Regions from separate parts of the Triticum aestivum genome. Here region 2 is linked to region 1. A link is a contact called in public Hi-C data. All regions are on one chromosome and are shown on one strand. The core of a region is the stretch at or near the end of the contact, and the rest is flanking DNA. Distances in the headings are between cores, read along the strand shown. Region 1 holds the start of LOC123052719 (extensin). Region 2 holds the start of LOC123052723.

The links. Hi-C and Micro-C count contacts between places; a contact is called where the count stands out from the background.
Region 2: a Hi-C map of leaf shows a contact between it and region 1, with 2.7 times the contacts expected there. The contact joins the promoter of LOC123052723 here to the promoter of LOC123052719 in region 1. A contact is called at or near these places in 2 of 5 Hi-C or Micro-C datasets (both in leaf).

The regions. Positions count from the first base shown.
Region 1 is chr2D:259,458,568-259,464,666 of IWGSC CS RefSeq v2.1, reverse strand. LOC123052719 (extensin) reads right to left here and starts at 1,392. Exons shown (of 3, transcript XM_044476041.1): 1 at 670-1,392; 2 at 157-321. The coding sequence starts at 1,258. The coding sequence ends at 293. LOC123052718 (protein FAR1-RELATED SEQUENCE 5) reads left to right here and starts at 2,737. Exons shown (of 8, transcript XM_044476040.1): 1 at 2,737-3,332; 2 at 3,735-4,022; 3 at 4,219-4,673; 4 at 4,782-5,275; 5 at 5,381-5,771; 6 at 5,879-6,099. The coding sequence starts at 5,447.
Region 2 is chr2D:259,980,907-259,986,821 of IWGSC CS RefSeq v2.1, reverse strand. It overlaps LOC123052723, which reads left to right and starts at 2,881. Exons shown (of 4, transcript XM_044476045.1): 1 at 2,881-3,351. The coding sequence starts at 3,118.

The DNA.
Region 1 (6,099 bases), core at 143-2,642:
GGGTAACATTGTTGAAAGATTTTTAGATTCCTCAAAGGACATTGAACTATACTATTGTTGTATATTCCTAAGGATATTTCACATACGGAGCTAAAATGCAGATACATTTGGTTCAGAAAACGTAGGTTCAGAAGAAGACACAGAAGGTACCCTTACTTTTGTACTGAGGTAAACCTTTTCGCCGAACTATTGCCAAATGTTTCAGAGAACTTGAACTTCAGATTTAGAAGAAATCGAGACTTCACTTGAGTGAGTACCGAAAGATGCAAAGATTAGGCTTTTTTGGAGACTTTTACTTTGGCATCTTGTTCTTGCTGCAACCTGCAAAAAATAGGAATAAGATGAGGTTTTGTCAAGGTGAACGTACCAGGGTCTGGCGTTCGAACCATCTAGGGGATTCTGACCGAACTTTTTCAGAGCTTTTATGCAAATATGCAGCGATCAGCAAATAGCAACTGAACCTCTAGAAAAGCATACTGGCCGACATTCGTTAAGGAAATTATGCCAGAGAAATAAAATGGTCTGAGGGCTTGAAAGTGATGCATAAAGGTTTATGGTAATAAGTAAACATACCGGCCAGCAATATTTCAGCAATTGACATGGGGAAATAGAGAGGAAACTGGACATGCATTCGTTAAGTAGGTGAACTGAAAAGCGTACAAAACATACACTGAAAAAACTGAACCTCCAGAAACACACCATGAAAGTCGGAGTTGCGAATGGTGGTAGAGCTGCGGCGTTTAACGGCTCGGCGCTGTGTTGTTGAACGGCCCAGGGTGGCGGCAGTGAACGGCCGCCATGGGAGGCACCGTGGCGTTGGACATCGGCGATAGTCAAGGCGCAGGGGCATGGCGGTGGTCAGGGTGCCGGGCCACATCGGCTGGGCTAGGGACGACGTCTCCCGCGCGACCTTGACCGTGTAGCACGGCAGCGAGGTTGGTCCACCAGCGAAAGAAGGCGGAGGGGCAGCGGTGGCTGGAAGCAGGGGGCGGACGGTGGCGGGTGGAACCGTGGAAGCAGGTGGTGGTGGCGATGGCGGGTGGAAGCAGGGGGCGGCGCCAGGTGCCAGACGGGAAGAAGGTGGGGGTCGGGGCGGCGCCATGAGCCAGCCGGGGAGAAGGTGGGGGGCGGGACGGCGCCGGGCTCCAGCCGGGGAGAAGGTGGCGGGCGGGGCGATGCCGAGCTCTAGCCAGGAAGAGGGTGGGGGCGGAGCGGCACCGGGATCCAGCAGGGGATAAGGTGGCGGGCTGGGCGGCATCGGGATTCAGCAAGGGAAAAGGTGGGGGCCGGGGCGCCGCCGGGATCTAGCCAGAGAAGGTGAGATTGGGGCGGGGGTCGGGAGTGGGTCATCCGGCGGGATGGGTGCTTCTTCACGTGCCACCGATCCGGAAACTAGAGATCAGGTCCTTAGGTCTCATACAACGGGAGATGCTGAGGCGATGTGCTCAGAAAAATAAATCGGGTTTCTCTGTGCCTATTTCTATAGAAGAGACGCTTAGTTAAGCGTCTATTTTTTATAAATAAGCACCGGTGCTTAAAAAAATCTTGGTTTATTTTTCTAAGCATCTATCCTAAGCACCTCCCATTGTATAAGGCCTTATAGTGTCCAGGGGTAATAGAGTAATATTTTGTTACTAGTAACAGAATAGCCCAGTCCATATATATATATCACCCAGCCCGCCATTCATATTGATCATTTCATCACCCAGGGTGCAGAATAAGTTATTCTTCATCCTGGTAATCTTATGATCATTTCATAAAAATTACATTTGAAATACAAATAGTTACATTCATATTGATTTACTGCATAAAATTTGGCATAACAAAAAAAATATAGGTCAAAAATTGTATTTTATGTACATTTTACACTATATTTTTACATTTGTAATTTTACATAACATAAAAAAAACATTACGATGAATGTAGGTTTTCTTCCGTTCTCTTTTTATGTCTAAAATAAGACAAAATTTACGAAACGTAAAATTACGGTGCATAGATGATAAAATAAAGGTGGGTGAAGAATAACTATTCATCACCCAGGGTGACGAATATATATATGGGACTGGGCTATTCTGTTACTAGTAACAGGGGTAACAGAGTAATATTCTGTTAGTAGTAACAGAATAGCCCAGTCCCATATATATATATAATATATAAACATATCTAAAATAATAAATAGTATATATAGTATCACATGGTAGTATATATGAGATATGTAGGGTAACTACCACCAGGTGGTAGGATGAATTTTCCCTATATATATAGGTTAACTACCACCGGGGCGGGACTATTTAGAAACCTCTCTAGAGTTCGTAAATAAGCGTATTTAGGAACCCCTGTATTAGGAAGCTACAAATCAAAATCGTTGACTGATCTCGATCCACCAACCACACGACCAAGCACCGGCAACTACAGGTAAGAGACGACGCCCGTGCAGTATGTAGTATATAATAATGTTTATGTAGTACATATATTATTTTTTAGTTAGTATGTGCCATATTTTGAGTACATATTTTTTGGTACGTATTTCGCGAATATAACAAAACTATGGGCTCATATGATTTTTTTCATGAAACTTGCTTTAAAATATTTTAAATATATTGTATGAACATATTTAGATAAAGTAGTATATATACTATTCCATTATAGTATATGAGACATGTGGGTTAACTAGGATGGATTTTCCATATATATGTATATATATAGGAAGCTACAAATCAAAATCGTTGACTGATCTCGATCAACCAACCACACGACCGACCACCGGTAGCTACAGGTAAGAGACGACGCCCGTGAGCGAGCGACGGCGGTAGCCGGAGCGAGGGAGCGGGCGACGGAGGTGGCGGTTTCGCCCCGGTTAACCTGTAGCTACTCCTCGCCTCACGCAAGCGAGCGACGGCGGCAGCCGAGCTTCTCCCCGCCCCGGCGGCAGCGCCGACCAGTTTCGCCCTGGTCTGACTGTAGCTTCTCCCTGCCTCGCGCGAGTGAGCGACGGCGGCAGCGGAGCTTCTCCCCCGCCCCGGCGGCAGCGCCGACCAGTTTCAACCCGGTCTGACTGTAGCTTCTCCCTGCCACAGATGGAATCAAGTGAGAAGACTGCTGCAACTGTTGGCCCCTCGTCGAGGATGAAGACGACGAAATCAACAGATCGATTTGGTACGATTCCGCTGGCATCCCGACTGTCTCGTGTCAAAAACGTCTCAGTCATCCGATCTGAAGCTCCGGGGAACAAGCGGAAGCTGCCTGTGTCGCAGATGAACCCACTCGGCCCTTTTCACACGCAATGTGGAGCTGCTGGACGACGGCGACCTCCTCTCTCTGATTCAGCTCAGGTGCTTTTTGCTTCAACTATGAACATAACAGCTATAACCCCTTTACATAACTACCATCTTCTCTATGCATAACTGCTCAATGATTCGACCAGGCTGGGTGTTACGACATAACTGCCGAAAGTAGTACTAATTAATGTAGTTAACTATTTCCCACTGTTTGCCCGTGCTATCAAACAAGGTTTGAGCACTGAAAAATATTTTTTGCACATGCTCAGTTAGGATTGGATTGTGCCAACAGTTAATGTTAATTTACTGTTTATCCATACTCAGTTAGGATTAGGATTGGATTGTGCCAACAGCTATCAAACAAAAGTTGGATGTTAATTTACTTTTTGCCCATGCTCAGTTAGCATTCGGTGTGCCGGCAGTTAACTGTATGTTTTTTATTTTGTGCACTTACAGATAAACATATCAACTGTGGAAGAAAGCCTAGAACTAAGAAATGCTGGTACCACAGACGGTGATGAGATTACCTGCTGGACTGTTCAGACCGACACCCCGCATTACCCAGAAAAATATGAGCAAGTGTACATGTTGAAGCCAGAGGTACGACAAACTACAAGATACCCACCACCATCAACACCGGGTGATGAGAGCAGTGTACCGCATCATGGACATATGATGCGTGCTGCTATGCATAAACAATGACACCACACAAGCATGCTGGAACCAATCGTAGAGACGAGTGAGGTAAAACACAAAAACGATTGGACCTAACACTAGTGCATAGCTCCCCTTGTGCACATGCAAGTTTGCCTCTCCCCATGCCATTAAAGTGTACACTTATTTTTTTAGTTTGACATATTGCTCGCTACTTGAATACAAATAACTGTCTGTTAATTAACTAGTATTTTGATAAGAACAATATAAATGTTTGTTAACACAGGTAGAAAATGAAGCTGCTAATGGCACGGACACTGGCTACATTGAAAGCTGGACTAAAGTTGTTCATCAACAAACCTACGATCAAGACTACGAGCCTGTCTATGTTCTCAAACCAAAAACACGAGATCATGCGCAAGCTACACCACGCGTGCAAGCAGATCACTCATTGACACGTGGTGTTCCGCCAACAAAAGATGAAGCCATTGCCAACATCAAAACTGGGCATCCGCAATTCGCTTTCAGCAAAACAACTGCAGCAACAAGGGTTCTGCTCAAAACAATCTCCTCACAGAACCCATTATGGAGCCAACATCCTGTGAGGAAACGCAGCAACAGACCGACCTCATCACGACTGGTACCACCGCGAGATCCACAACTCCGTGTGCCGTCACACCACCATGTCCAATACAGCATGGACACTTGCAAACACCAGCAGAGCTCCGATCATACACGCACGTGAGTTTACATTATCACACATTTTTATTTTTTCGCTGTTTTTTATACAAAAGTTGCTGATGTGAAAGCAAAAAAATCACTTATGGTCTTTATTTGCATTTTTTTCAGAACACAGACATTCCTGCTCAACTAATTCCAGTGCTAGGACAGGAATTCAATTCATATGACGATGCATTCAATTTTTTTAATGACTACGCCAAACATGTTGGGTTCGGGATAAGGAAAGGACAGAAAAATAAGAAGAAACGCTACTTATATTGCGTACACTCTGGCAAATACACATCCTCTGTTCACGATGCAGATCGTCAGCGCAACAAAGTAACAAAAAGAACTGATTGCAAGACAATGATGCTCTTGAAAGAAAGAGACGACGGGACTTGTGTTGTCAAAGACATTGTGATTGAACACAACCACAGGCTCCTTGACAGCCCGTCCACGCTCGTCTTTCTGCATTCACACAAAACGATAGATCCAACAGTAAAAGAATACATAAAAGACCTGCATAAGACAAATGTTAAGCATGTGAATATCATGAGTCTCCTTTCTTGGTTATCTGGTGGGCGCGACAAATTGCCTTTTACAGACAAGGACGTGCTTAACATGTAAGTATCAGTTATGTTGTTGAGTTCATTCTTTGTAGTTAACTTTACAATCATGGTGCAGTTATCTCATGGGAAGTAAGCTAAGAATTTCGATCATTTTCGCAGCAAAGCAGAATTTGCAAGGACTGATTCGAAAGATGATGTGGAGAAATTGTTTGATTCTTTGAGGAGATGAAGAATGAGAATGAGAATTTCTTCTTTGATGTAGACGTTGGAACTGATGATGATGGTAAGAAAATTATCAGAAATATATTCTGGTCCAATGCTAGCTGCCAGGCTGCATACGCAGATTTCGGTGACTGCGTCACGTTTGACACCACATACAAAACGAACAAGTATCACATGCCTTTGGGGTTTTTTGTCAGTGTGAATAATCATCTGCAATCTACAATTTTTGGAGTTGCCTTGGTGGGGAATGAGAGTAGCGACTCATTCGAATGGATTTTTAATGCTTTTAAGCGGTGCATGCGAAAAGACCCAACTTGCATACTAACAGGTATTGCCTCGAACGCCTCCAAGCCCCTAGCACTTTCTCCTTTATTTTCAATACTATTTTTTAATAACAAAAATAACCCAAGAAATGACAAAAACATTGTTTTGTAGATCAATGCCCTGCCATGAAAGCAGCTATACCTAAGGTCTTCCTCAGAACTCATCACCGCCTCTGCCGATGGCACATTATGAAAAAAATAAAAGATCATTTGTCAAAAGTATACTTAGAACATGACACATTTAAGGAAGACCTCGCAGCAGTCCTTAACCATCCACTCATGCCAGCAGAGTTTGAAGCAGCATGGCACGACCTCATGGACACGTACAACTTA
Region 2 (5,915 bases), core at 1,632-4,131, 520 kb before region 1:
TGAAGCTAACCATGGCAAAGGCAAATACACAGCATGTATGGATCAACTACAACAACCTTGGCAAACTTGAATATCATGTTAAGAATCTGCCAGGAATATTTTATAGCAAAAGTGGAGCAAGATTACGACATGCTATGTCACTCCATAATTGCAAACAGGGGCATGGATGGATAGAGCACAACTATATCTACAAAACATCCTTACCGAACATGTCCAAAAGAAGCATGGCTCTCTCTGTAGGCACATGGATACATGGCAACAAAATAACAGCAGTAACAGACTTAGTGAAAATTCTAAGTTCCTGAAAACAGAAACATCACGAAGCCTAGTTTGCATGCTTGTGCTAGTCACCACATAGATCACATAAATACATGGAATACACCTCTGTAAAGATGGCATGGCATAGATCAAAACACCTGTAGAGCTCATGCCCATAAGATGCACACATCAAATGCAACAAAAATAACAAAACACCAAGTTCTGATAAGTAGCAGCAGTAAACATCATATAGCACTCTTGCACCAGAGCTTTGGGCATCAAGATGGATTCAAACGAGCATGGCACAATGGAACAAAACGAAGAGCATCTTGAGGCGAACATTTCAATATATCATGCACGCAAAACAGAGCAGTATGCGATGAGATATGATGCGATGAACATGAGCACATAATGCAATATTTTTCAGGACTTGGAGAATTTCGGGGAGGGGGGAGAAGTCAACCCTCCCAGATCTGGATCGGGCCGGCGCGGATCGAGGCGGGGCTGGTCGCCGGAGACGGAGGAGACGGCGGCCGCGGCGGCTGGAGAGGAGAGGAGCTCGGGGGAGAGGAGGCGGCGACGGCGGGGTCGGGTCGCCGGAGGAGGCGGCGTCGAGGGCGCGGGCGCCGGCGGAGACGGCGGCGGTCGGCGGCGGTCGGCGAAGGCGGCGGAGGGAGAGCCGGGGCCCGGGCGACGGGGCGCTCCCAGGCGCGGGCGGCGGCGTACGGGCCCCGCGGGCCCGGGCGGCGGAGGAGAGAGGGCTGCCGGCGGCGGTGACGTGGCGGCGTCCTATTTGACGGGCGCGGCGGCGGGGAAGCGTCCGGCCGGACCGGACGTGTCCGGCGGCGCGGGATGGAAGAAGACTAGGGTTTGATCTGCGAAATTTTTTTGGGGATCACCTATTTATAGCTAGAGGGAGCTAAGAGACTCCAAATGGAGTGCGGTTTTCGCCCACACGATCGTGATCGAACGACCGAGAGCATGGAGATGACTTAGATGGGTTATTGAGCTGTTTGGAGGGGTTTTTTGCTGCAACACACAAAAGGACTTTGCGGTTACCCGGTTAACCGTTGGAGCATTAAACGACCTCCAAATGGAACGAAACTTGACAGGTGGTCTACCGCTGGTGTACCAAGGCCACTTGGTAAACCTCGGTCCATTCCGAGAACGTTTAACACCCGCTCACGGAAAGAAACAAGATGGGTGCGCCGGTGCATGTGGGAGTGCCGGATTGTAAAACGGACAACGGGGAAAATGCTCGGATGCATGAGACGAACACATATGCAAAAGAGATGCGCATGATGACATGATATGAGATACATGACATGAACAAAATGCAAAACAAAAAACAAAACCCAACCACAGAGGGAATATCATAACACATAGCCGAAAATGGCAAGAGTTGGAGTTACAACTATGGAAAGTTACATCCGGGGTGTTACAGCTGCAGTCGCTTTCCTCCTCTGTATTCTCCTTCTGATTTCTTTCACATGCAACATCTCTCCGTTTTGACCTCCACTATCTCTCCTTCTCTGTATTTTTTGTCGGCGTTCAACACAAATTGGTAGATCTGAGTGACCTGGCATAGTTTGGTTAGTCCATGGTAATCCCATCTTATTCTCCTTTTCTCTAGCAAGGGGACTAAGAGTTTTTGTTTCTTCATGTTTTTCAATGAATGCCGATCTTCTCCTGTAGTTTTCATGTGCACCCTTTGTTGACTGTATTAATTCTGACTGTTATGCTAACACACTCCTTTGTGATGATGCAGCGGAAGGACAATTGCATAGATGAAGTGGTTGCTATGCTAATACACTTCTTGCTGGCGTTCTTTACTCAACTTTTAATATAGCCCGTTAGACAAGGCATCTTCTATTGGTAAGCGCATATTCACTTTCTATTTTATTTTATTTTTGCATGGATGTTCACTGACAGATGAAAAATGCACAATATCTTAAAAGCTATATTTTCTTCCGCTAGCTACTATATTAGTGTCATTTACCTTTTTTGGTTGTTCCCATATACAGTTGCATCCAAGGCTATACCATTAACAGTTAATATTTCTGGATCTCTTTTATTCTTTGCAATGTGTAATCAAATTTCTTATTATTGGAAACCCAATTAACAATCTTTACGAATTTCTTGAGTGATTTCCTTGCTTCCCGGCGTATTGTTTCGAACAAAATATATCGAAGGCAACAGCCCTCTAGATTAACTAATTAATTATTTTTCTTAGCGTATATATTGTATATTGAGAATTATAGCTGGTGTAATTCAGATTTATAAACAATTTGTCGGTGCATACATACACCAGTAGCCAGTTTCATGTATGTGTATCCCTGATGTCTGAATCTCCATGTAGTATTAATAAATAAATAAAGATGTAATTGCTTTTTTTCATATGCTCTCATCGGGTCAGATGTTTAGTGGATCTTACAATTTAAAATGTGTTTTCACAACATGTATTCTTACTGACTCAGATGTTTATTGAAGCTTACAGTTTAACATGTGTGTCCGCAGCAACGCGCCGGGTATCTTCTAGTACAATGGGTAAGGGGAGGCTGTCAAAATACCCACACAATTATTCCGGTTTCCAATTTAAAAAATAAATAAAAATATTCCGGTTTCCCCTGCCTCCAGTGCCCACCAGAACCGAGTCCGCTCCAATGCCGTTGCCTCCCTCCTACTCCTCATAAATTCCTCCCCCTCCCTGAAACCAAACCCTAGCGCTCCTCAATCGCACATAGCACCCCGGAAATCCGCCCAGCTCGAGCCAGATTTGGCTTTGCGCGGACCAATTAGGCACCCAATAAATCCGGGGGGGTGTCCCCTTGGGCATGCTCGCTTGATCGCGTCCGGCCCATGGGAATGTCGGGGGCCGCCAGTGGCGGTGCCGGATGCGGACGCGGAGAGTACATGAGGATCCCGGAGGATGTGGACGCTATCAAGGAGGCGGTAAAGGAGGAGGGGGAGTGCCCAAGACTGCTGCGATGCCGCGCGATCCGTTGGTGGGCGAAGGTCGCCGTACTCGGGATCTTCCTCGCCGGCGCCGCCGCGGCCGCCGTCGTTTTCCTGGGCCCACTCGTCATCAAGAAGGTGCGCCCTCTCCGTGTCCTCTCCTTTGGAGGCTTCCTTGCAACGCGTTTTCCCCCACCTAATTTCGTCACGGATGCTAGATCTTTCTTTCTGTCTTGTGTTTTGCTCATGCTGTTTCTGTTGAGTCTTTCATTTAACGCGATCTATGCTGCAATTTTTTGCCTATTCTATCTACTCTGTGTTTCCTACTAATTATCGATTTCTTGTTATTATTTTTTATTTTCCTGCTTGATCCTTGAACTATGTACTACCTCCGTCCCAAATTATAAGACGTTTTGTTAGGCTATAATTTGGAACCGAGGAAGTACCGTTTTATGCATATATAATTTTCTAATTTATGTTGACCATTACGTAAATGAACGCAGTAGTTGTTTGTGTTTTAGCTGGTCGATTTGTTATTTTGTTGTATGAATATGGATATTTAATGGATTTCATCTGGAAACCAGTTTAAATGATTTTTTGGATCAAATTGGAATGTCACTGTTGAATGAACAATATTGGAAAATTGTTCTGCTAATACGAAAAAAAAGTCAATGCCTTAATATGTTCGCTCATTTAGTAACCCAATATGTGGTGTCAGCTTGATGCTCTGGGGGTGTAGGTGCCTCTAAATGGTGGACGGGTAGGGACAATCTCATAAGACTATTGGATCCTGATATGTTTGGGAATCAAGATGCCGTACTGTTTATTCCCTGTATCCACTTGCTAGTATTATCTGTGTCTTGCAGGGATATATTTGATGCTTAATTTAATTTCTCATTGTATTTTTGCATGATTGTGAGGTTGTTTTATTATAGTCTGTTCAAAGATCTCAATTGATAGCGGAATGTAACATTGATACATGTCCTTAGATCAGGTTCGGTTATGGCTTAATTGATGTGGTTACTATTGCCAGCCATGCTTGTAGTTGGCACGTATAGAGTCCATAAATAGGGTCTTACTGGCCATGCTATGTGCGGCGGCACGCCTCGCATTGCTCGTAGGCAGCTATGTAGTTTCTTATATAATTGATGAATCCTCTTTGTTTGGTTTTACCGATTAGATGATCTTTTTCTTCCATGCATAAGGACAAAGGATGGTTCCTTTACTACTAAATTGTTGGTTTATCTTCGGCAAAAGTTGCCGCCATGACACTTTCTGAGCTAGACACTGCAATGCCCACAATGCATTTTCTTGTGTATATTTAAAAAGTCTCAACATGCTTGGTTTTAGAGGTATGTATATATGTATATAATGCATCAAATGAAGTCAGTCTTGTTCAGTTGTTCTCTAAGCAACTGCTAAGGGGAAAGGAAATCAGCCATGATGATTGAATATGTCCTAAAATCAGCTGGTAGGAATGATATTCAGGTGAATAACAGGATCATATTCTCTCCATGAGTCAAATAGTGTAAATGATTAATGTAACATGCTATCAACTTCGAAAATAACTATTTCTCTTAGTCAGGTTCAGATGGTAGAAAATAAAGAAAGCAACAATCTCTTAGGTAGTAACTAATGGAACAGTGGCGTGATTTCATCAAATTACGAACTTGTAGCAACATGGCAACATATATAAGAATAATTACTGAATGGTTTCACTTGGAATATTTAGCATACAGATGGATGATGGCGTAACAATGCGAAAGGGTCTAGAAACCTTAATTTGATTCAGAGGTCAATCTACCATATTCCAATGTTAGAACTAGGACAGAACTATCCAGGAGAATATACTGTGAAAGGCACTGTTATCCCTTTGAAGGAAGAGCATGATGAGATACTACATGGTTATCAAGAGTAGCTTTTCAAATCACTGCAGACTTTCCTACTGAATCATACTAACAGCATCTATGCAATCTAGGGTCTGAATCAGAGATCCCTATATAAATAACTAACACATAGGGCATAAGGTAGAGGATATTTTTTCACTCTACTGGGACACACCTCCGTGGTCCTATTGGACTATATTTCTTGAAGTAGTACCTAAAGCTCCAGCTTACCTAAATGGTAATGCCCACACGTGTGGCACGAAGACAATTGGTCCAAACGCCCTAATAACCATTGGATCAAATAGCACGAAGTTTGAAACAAAGCCAGCGCCACGTAATCCGTTGCTGTCGTGCGTTCCAAAATCGTGTTACACCGGATGACCCGAGCTACCCCAACCTTATCCACCTCGCTTCCTCTCTCGTCTTCCTCCCTCCCCATTTATATCTCCCCCTCTCTCAAATCCGGTGTCTCCCAGCGATTCCATGGCGAGGTGATGGCAGTTTGCAAGGCGGAGGTTGGGGGGCCGCGGCGGAGAGACGAGAGAGGCGGCGTGGAGCTGGGCGGTGCCGCGGCATGAAGAGGGGGAACTCGGCGGCGTCAGCACCTCAGGGAGCTCGATACGCGCCGCCGGCCATATCGCGACTCCCTGTATGGTTGAGCTCCAGGCGGCACGCCGCTCTTCCCGTCGCCGCCGAGCTACCCCGCCGCCGCGCAAGCTCCATGCCCCCGCGTGCACTACCCTAATGGCGCCTCCTCGACCTCAATGACGGCATCGGCGGCGCATGAGGTGGAGAGGTGGGGGCCGCACCTCCTCA